2 separate regions of the Anser cygnoides genome follow, and region 1 is linked to region 2. Evidence: chromatin contacts called from public Hi-C data. All regions are on one chromosome and are shown on one strand. The core of a region is the stretch at or near the end of the contact, and the rest is flanking DNA. Distances in the headings are between cores, read along the strand shown. Region 1 holds the start of WDR89 (WD repeat domain 89). Region 2 has its middle 16 kb from the start of SGPP1.

Region 1 (3,654 bases), core at 8-2,507, 45 kb before region 2:
ACATAATGACAGCAGTCATTTCACACAAGACCTCCCTCCCACACAGTCAGTACAGACCAGACCTTGGGGTTGCCCAGCAAAAGGACCCTTGTTCCCAAGACTGATGCAGAAGAAAAAAAATCACCTTATACTTACGGCATTTAAAAAGCTACTGACCAGGCCCCACAACACTGCCTACACACAGAGCATGCTAAAGAGACCAGGTCTACCTTCCCTACAGGGCTGCTCCCAGCCCCCATAAAAAGATATTCAGAGGAAAATGTAAGAAACTACCCTGTTTTCTAACTTTTCAATAAACAGAAACCTACATGTAAGCTTTAAAGAAGCACTCTGTAAAATCAGCACATAGAAAGCAATTCTCGGGATACACATAAACAGAAATCTTTTTGGTTATTCTGTTGACAATTACAGTTATCCTACAGGAGCTGCTTTGTGCCCGCATTTCACTGCATCTTATTACCCTCCAACAGAAAATTCAACTGAAATATTAAGGAATAAAAGGCATAAACACGGCTTAATTGCCAGAATAAACTTTTTACAGACCCAAAACGTGGCATACTAAGAGAAGATCTCACATTTCTGGATCCTTCTGAATATAAGTTTGTAGTGAAAGTGAATTTGGAATGATAGTGTTATAACCGTGATAGTCCTTAACGTGACTCAACATTAACAATTCCACTCCCGATATTCCACAGGAAAAAGTTCAGTTTTGTAAGACAGTGTATTTCAAAATACCCGTTGGTTATACAAATCATCATGCAAGGGCATAAACATTACATCTTCGACAGTAGTTTAAGTACTCTTTTGCTCTTCAAGAACAGAAAACGAGTTTCTTCCCCCTTTTTCCCCCCAAAGGTAAAAAAAAACTCTGGCAGGCTGGGTGCAGCCTCGGGTCAGAGCCCCCCTCAGGACACTTGGAGCTCCCCAAAACAGCCCGGGCTGTGATAGCCCCCCCGAGCACCGGCACGGACACGCGTGGTTTTATTCACAGGACCTCAACAGCACGGACACCAGCGCTACCACACAGCTAGAGAAGAGCTCGGGCTGAGGGAAGACGAGAGGCAGCGCTGCCCCGGGACCTCTCCCCCGTCGCCCCTCCGCAGCGTCCCCACCGCCTCCCTCAGCGCCCCCCCTCCGCCCCTCACCTCGGCGCACGCGGCGAGCCCCGCCTGCTGCGAGCCCCGCCCCCGCAGCCCTCCCCGGCCACCCCATTGGCCGCCCCGCCCGCCCCGCCGGCCGCCATTTTATGCGCTGGGCGGCGGGGCGGGAAGTGATGCGCAGGAAGGGGCGTGTGGCAGGTGGGGGAGCGCCGCCATTAGGTGGCATTGGGGCGGAGCGGTGCGCACCTCGGGAACCTCTGAAAAAAAAAAAAGAAAATTACGTGTTTTATAGGGCTAACGCGTCATCCTAAAGGCTGACAGCAGTTTGTCCTTCAGTCATCAAAATATTTCTCGAATTTTCCAGCCCTGACAAGTGTAATAAATAGACTTTAATGAGAAATACCGTTTGCATATTTATTTTGCCCTCAACTTTTAGATTTGTGATCTTCTTTGATAAATGTAAGTTATGGTACATAGTATTATCAATGTTATATAATCTTAGTTTTTTAATCAATGCATTATTTCAATAAGCATCTTTAAACATAGAAGTCTTTTCATGTTTGATTTCCACAGGCATTTTTAAACCTAAAATATGAATATTTGGACTAACTATATTTTTCTAGCAAGATAAAAAGGAGCTTTAACTAAGCCCAGTAATGAGATCAGGTCACATGGGTAATAACCACAGAACATTATTAAAAAAAACATTTTTACTTCAATTTAATGGTCTTCTTAACTCCTAACACACAAGCAGAACAGTCAGAAGATAGTTCAAAGTACTGACACTTCAGTTGCCTGACACTACTGTGCAAAATTTTAATTAATTCTACATACTCCAGTCTAATTGTTTGTTGTTTTTAGTACCTACCAGCACTATAATCTATCAGGAGATAATACCCTAATACCCTTCTCTGTAATCACACTGCAAAATTGTGAGATGATCAATTTGCATTTCAGATACATTAATGATTCACCTGGATTTCAGCTTAAAGTCTGCTCTTTAAATGGTGTATTAGAACCAGATTTAATACAGCTGTTTGGTATTCATGAGGAGGCTCAGGTGCACAGCTGACAGAAAACTGCTAGTCAAGCATGTATCACAGAGGACAGACCAATTCACCAACTGCCAAGAAGTACCCTTTCTTTGTTAATTTTGCTCTAGTTAGTTAGAGGCCTTTTTTTTTTTTTTCCTGAAATGCCTAAGCACATGGCAACAAAGCACAAAAGACACAAATTACATGCATACTGTTTTCACAGTAAATACTTCCCATCATTGTTGTGAATGCTACTCCGGCTGAAGTCCATCACTCAGCGCTGTAATCACTGCTCAGACTGGGGAGTGGTCCTGAGGATTTTGAAAACAAGATCTATATTGTTTCATTTAAAACAATCTTGAATTTAATACAATATACATTATAATACTTAAGGCTGTATGGTTAATATCAATAATACAGTGAGAAATATTTTTAGTTAATAGCTTTCCATCTGAGTTTCCCAGGCTGGTTAGTATTGCCACAAATTCAACAAATACCTTCTGTTCATTGTTCACATAGTGAAAACAGCTGCAAGATCAACTGGAATGACATAGTTACACAGCCTCACATTTGGTATTCAGTACTCCCAGATGAATCCAGCTATATTACAGAAAGTACTGAGTCACAATATATATTAGAAATATATCTGTGAAGTTTACCACAGTAATTGCATGGCAGTTGCTCTGGAGATTGCTTGTAACTCTTGACAGTTACATTACAGAAAGAACTTAAAACATGTTTTTAGAAAGGCATCTTTATGATTCCCACCTTAAAAGAAAGTGAAACTGTCTAGACAAAGTTGACTTTCAGTGTCATGTAGTCTAGGACTAAGATCAAGTACTCAAACAGTAAGTTCTCTGGAACAGGAACTTTTTGCTGTATGCTTGCCCATGACTGTCCCCAGCTGTGGCCAGCAACTTCTAGACATTACCATAATGCACCATAAGATTTTTTAGTATCTTGCTTTTTAACCTGTCCTTGGGTTGCCTTCTGTCAAATGCAGGTCCTGAAAAGCGTTTCTGCCCCCCCATAGTGAAGTTGAATTAAAAAGTGAGGGAGCATGAAAGCTCCATTATTTTTAGTTATTTTATGTATAGCATTCAAAGCAGAAAAATAAATGAGAATACCTAGATGTATATGAAATTACTTTAAATTGAAAGGTGAAAATTCTTTCAATTACTCCCTGTCAAATAATGTTGGTAAGACTTGATAATTCAACGAATATTGCATGTTGCAGTTTTAACTGGAACTACTCAGGAAAGGTCTATCAAATCAAGCAGTGATATGCTAACTACTTAGTTATCTAAAAAGAATGTACAATGAAGTTTTATTGTACAAGCTTCTTCATACTTTTCTGCTTTGTACAATGTCTCTTCTTTCATTGTATGCTCACTTCAACATGCAAAGATTATTTATGTGATAGCATATTTTGGCCACCTATGCCAACTTGTACATTGAAGCAATTTGTAGTTAATCTGCATATGTACATAGATGAATTGTTACATACCTGGGATCAATGA
Region 2 (3,711 bases), core at 728-3,227:
GGGGTGAAGGCACAGCTCCTCTCAGTATATCAATGATTAAACCCAATCCTTTGTAAAGAGTAACAGAATAGGTGGTGTGTTCTTATCTAAATGGCGTGTAATCATCAAAATGTGAAGTTGCAACCCACATGCTGGAGGCTTGGTTTTCATAACATCAAGGTCTTTGCAGCTATGTGCTCAAACTGTATTGTTTTCCCATTTACAGGCTCAAAAACTGTGGGTGAACACCCAGATCGGGGGGTTTTGCAAACACGGGGGGATTATTTCACATATGTATGCAAATACCCGAATTACACAGACAGACCTTGCAGGATCCTTCAGCCTGTTCTGGGGATTTAGTGGGGGCAGAGGGAGGGAGAAGGGGGACATCATGCAAGCTGCATCTGGGATGTATGTCTACTAGAAATTGTGGGATCATGCAAGCAACCTTCCTGCAGGCCCCCTGTGAGAGGTGGATCCAGCTCTGGGGACTCAGCAAACCTCACTGCCACCTGCCTCGAACATCGCAGCACAGAAAGGGAGACTCTGAAGGTGGAACCTCTTTAGGCAGATGGATTTCATCTTCAGAACGGGAGGCTTAACAAGTCAAGCTAGGCAATTAGAGTAATTACCCATAAATGTTCAGTTTTTTAAATACGTCTGTACACACACCCCAGGCCTGATGGTCACTACAGGTAGTAACTGCATGAAATGTGCTGATCCCGGTGTCAAATAAATCACAGCATTTACGAAATCACGCTGACAGAATTGCATCTGTGGAGCTAAAGGAGGAGGGGAGGCATGTAGGGAAATATCCAGCAGCACAGGCATTGCCCCGGCCAGCATGGGGCTGGGAGGCCAGGATCCGGGAGTGGGGAGCAGGGAAAACTAACCCAACATCTGGCTTGTGCACACTGCGACCTGCTCAGGATCATGGGGTGTTGCTCTGAAGACACCTCGTTTCTTTCTTCTTCCTGCAGCACTTGGCCACAGAAAGCCCTTCAGGCGTCCCGAGGCAGGAACAATGTGGGTGAGGAGAAACCTAACCCGGTGGGATGGAAATTTGTGGCAAAAAATAAAAGGGACCAGGGCTGAAAATTCTGGAAATGTGCCCTGTTTGTGAGGAGCAGCGTTCCCAGCCTGTGTGCAAAAGCTTTGTAATATTGCTTGGAGTAAGTTAGTCTGCTTTCCAGATGAAGGTAAAGAGAAACTTGTGTGAGATTGAGAAGGCACGCACGAGCCTCCCAGGACACTCACCTTTGGCTTTCTGTGCTCATTAAAGTTAATTAGAATGGGAGGCTAATTTAGGGGATGGGGATGGGTGTCTGTGTGTCAGAGTGCCTGGAAGCTCTGGCAGTGGTACACCGACTCAACCTTTCTGTTCACTGAGTATTTCCAGAGGTGCAGCAGCTGAAATCTCGGTGAACTGTCCCCACGAACACTTCCCACGTGCCCAGATCCCTGTGTGACCGCAGGATACGTGCAGTGGGTCCTCTGCTCTCCGCAACCCCTCAGGCCCTGTCTGCACGTTCAGTACAACTGCTTCATTCCCATCCCCAAAACGGGGGATTTATTATCAAATCTCACCCACATGGGCACCAGAGGCATGAAGGAAACCTCACACGATGCAGGTAGCCCCCAAGCGTTAAACTAAGCGGTGTTCTTGTCTGCAGATCCCCTCGCTGACATGGGGACTCTGTATTGATTGTGCTTTATGGGTACAAGGTGGGGATGAAAATAAGCAAAAAGGAGCTCTGCTTCTTGGCCACCTCTAGTGGGGAATGTGAGAGATTTCCTGACTCTCGGCAGCCAACTCAGTTATCAGCGCGAGCAGCCGCGTAGAGGCAAGGGGAGCTCTGCATTTGTGAGCTGAGCGATAACAGCGATGGAAAAGGGGGCTGGGACCGAGAGGCGTTCGCTCAGTAATGCTCAGGCTGCCTGCAGGCTGCGGGGAGCTGTGAGGCACCAGCCAGCACTCGTAGGATGGCAGCAGCTCTTCCAGCCTCCCTGTTTGTGCTGGGCAGAGCGCAGTGCCGGTGCGTGTATGTCTGCTGTGCGCCTGGGGTGGGTGCTGGTGTGCCAGCACAGGCTTCTGCAAACTGAAAGCACATAGAGAAATTACACATATGGTAAGTCTGAAACACTGACACCCTTCTGCCCAGAGATGATGCTGGGAGTTGGTGTTCAGTCTCCAGATCTGGTATTTGAGACCAAAAGTGAATACTATAAGGCACTCAAATGCAGGCATGATTGCCTGTTTGATGCGCATCGCTATTTCCATGCAGTTCACTTTGCTCTGCTCCAAGCAAACAAAACTTGCTGTGGGCAGGGGATACTTTTGGCTTCTTTCAGCAGCTGCATCTTTGCCTTGTGTGAGGTTTTGCTGACAGAGTATCAGGTTTGTGTCCCAACAAAGCCTTAACAAAGCATCCAACAGCAAAGGCAAACAAAAGATGAAGAAAAAAAAAGACATGGAGATGTAACAAGTAAAATCATGTATGGTTGCAAGGACATGGGACGCTGGGAACTGCTATCGAGGACAATTTGCTTTGAAAAAAGCTACTGCAGTGGAAATCACTTCAGAAAGCCCCTCCTGATGCCCATGTTTCCGCGGGCTGTCCACAGCGTATGGATGAGGAGGGTGCAGCATCCCTCTACATTTACATCCTGCTCCTCTCACGGGCAGGCAGGGACCTTTCGGGGTCTGTGAGCTTGCTGCAGCCCTGAAAGGGGTATTGTGAGACACAGAACTCTTTATTCAGGGAGAGGCTTTATTACCTATTTAATACACTTGCAGAGCAGAAAACATGAGTCAAGTATTTACCCAGAGATTTAGCCTGAACACTATAGTAATCCTGAATAATCCCAACATTTTATATTTGGTTTAGGTTTTAACCTGAACTGAGGAATGCTTTAGCTCTCTGTGTAACTGAAATCATTATTTAAGGCCTTGATTAAATGTGGGGAGTGCACATTATTTTTTATCTTTGTCAAAAAAAAAAAAGTCATGTTTTCTAAATTTTCTTTGCAGCCATAAGAATATTCTTTTTAAGGAACTCCTTAAATAAATGAAAACTAGACATTTTCTTCTACATATTGCTAAAGTATATGCCTTATTTGATTACAGGTTTGTTAAAAGTCAAGGCAAAAAACAGTTTTCACAGTTTCCCAGGCCATGCTCTTTGCACAGCTCGTGGGACTGACGTCCCCACCACAGCCGCCTCACAGTCACCTTTCCTTGGGGAAGCCCCTGGTGGTTTCCATGGAAGCTGCTTTTGTCTCTATTTCTCTTATAGGAAATCTGGAATTTCGAGGCAAATTTAACCAGAAAGGAGTTGATATAGTTTAAAGGCCTGACATGCAACGGCATTTTCCAAGCAGGAGGCTTATGGCTAGACCTTACGCACTTTGAGTTGCAAAAGCACAAAAAATCTTAAACACTCCCAATCTGTCACAGTTTTCCAGCTTCCCTTGATGATGGTGGGGGTTTGTCTGCATCCTGGCATGACGGGCAGCAGAGTGGAGCAGGTTTTCCTGGTACCCCACCGTGGGCTTTCCCACCTTAGTCTCACACACTGCATTTTAGTTTCTGAGCCACAGGAGGCTCGCCATTCCCTTCCACATCGTTCCCTTTATCAGGGCTATAAATCTGCCTTTTTTTACAGGTTTCTAGGGAAACACTTCCTCTTTAATTTCTCTTCTGATCCAAGTTCTTGGCAAATCATCCTTCAA

What was found. A called contact is a pair of places that touch in the nucleus more often than the background predicts.
Region 1: a Hi-C map of granulosa cells shows a contact between it and region 2, with 1.6 times the contacts expected there. The contact joins the promoter of WDR89 here to the enhancer-like site in region 2. A contact is called at or near these places in 4 of 7 Hi-C or Micro-C datasets (granulosa cells and liver).

The regions. Positions count from the first base shown.
Region 1 is chr5:59,485,622-59,489,275 of Taihu_goose_T2T_genome, reverse strand. It overlaps WDR89 (WD repeat domain 89), which reads right to left and starts at 1,257. Exons shown (of 2, transcript XM_048080642.2): 1 at 1,146-1,257. The coding sequence starts at 1,243. LOC136790996 (a long non-coding RNA gene) reads right to left here. Exons shown (of 3, transcript XR_010832028.1): 3 at 2,707-3,654.
Region 2 is chr5:59,440,912-59,444,622 of Taihu_goose_T2T_genome, reverse strand. No RefSeq gene overlaps it. Among named protein-coding and RNA genes, the nearest start is that of SGPP1, 16 kb to the left of the region's middle. Within about 2 kb of position 1,977, at least 2 of the 3 cell types and tissues checked have open chromatin away from gene starts, as enhancers often do.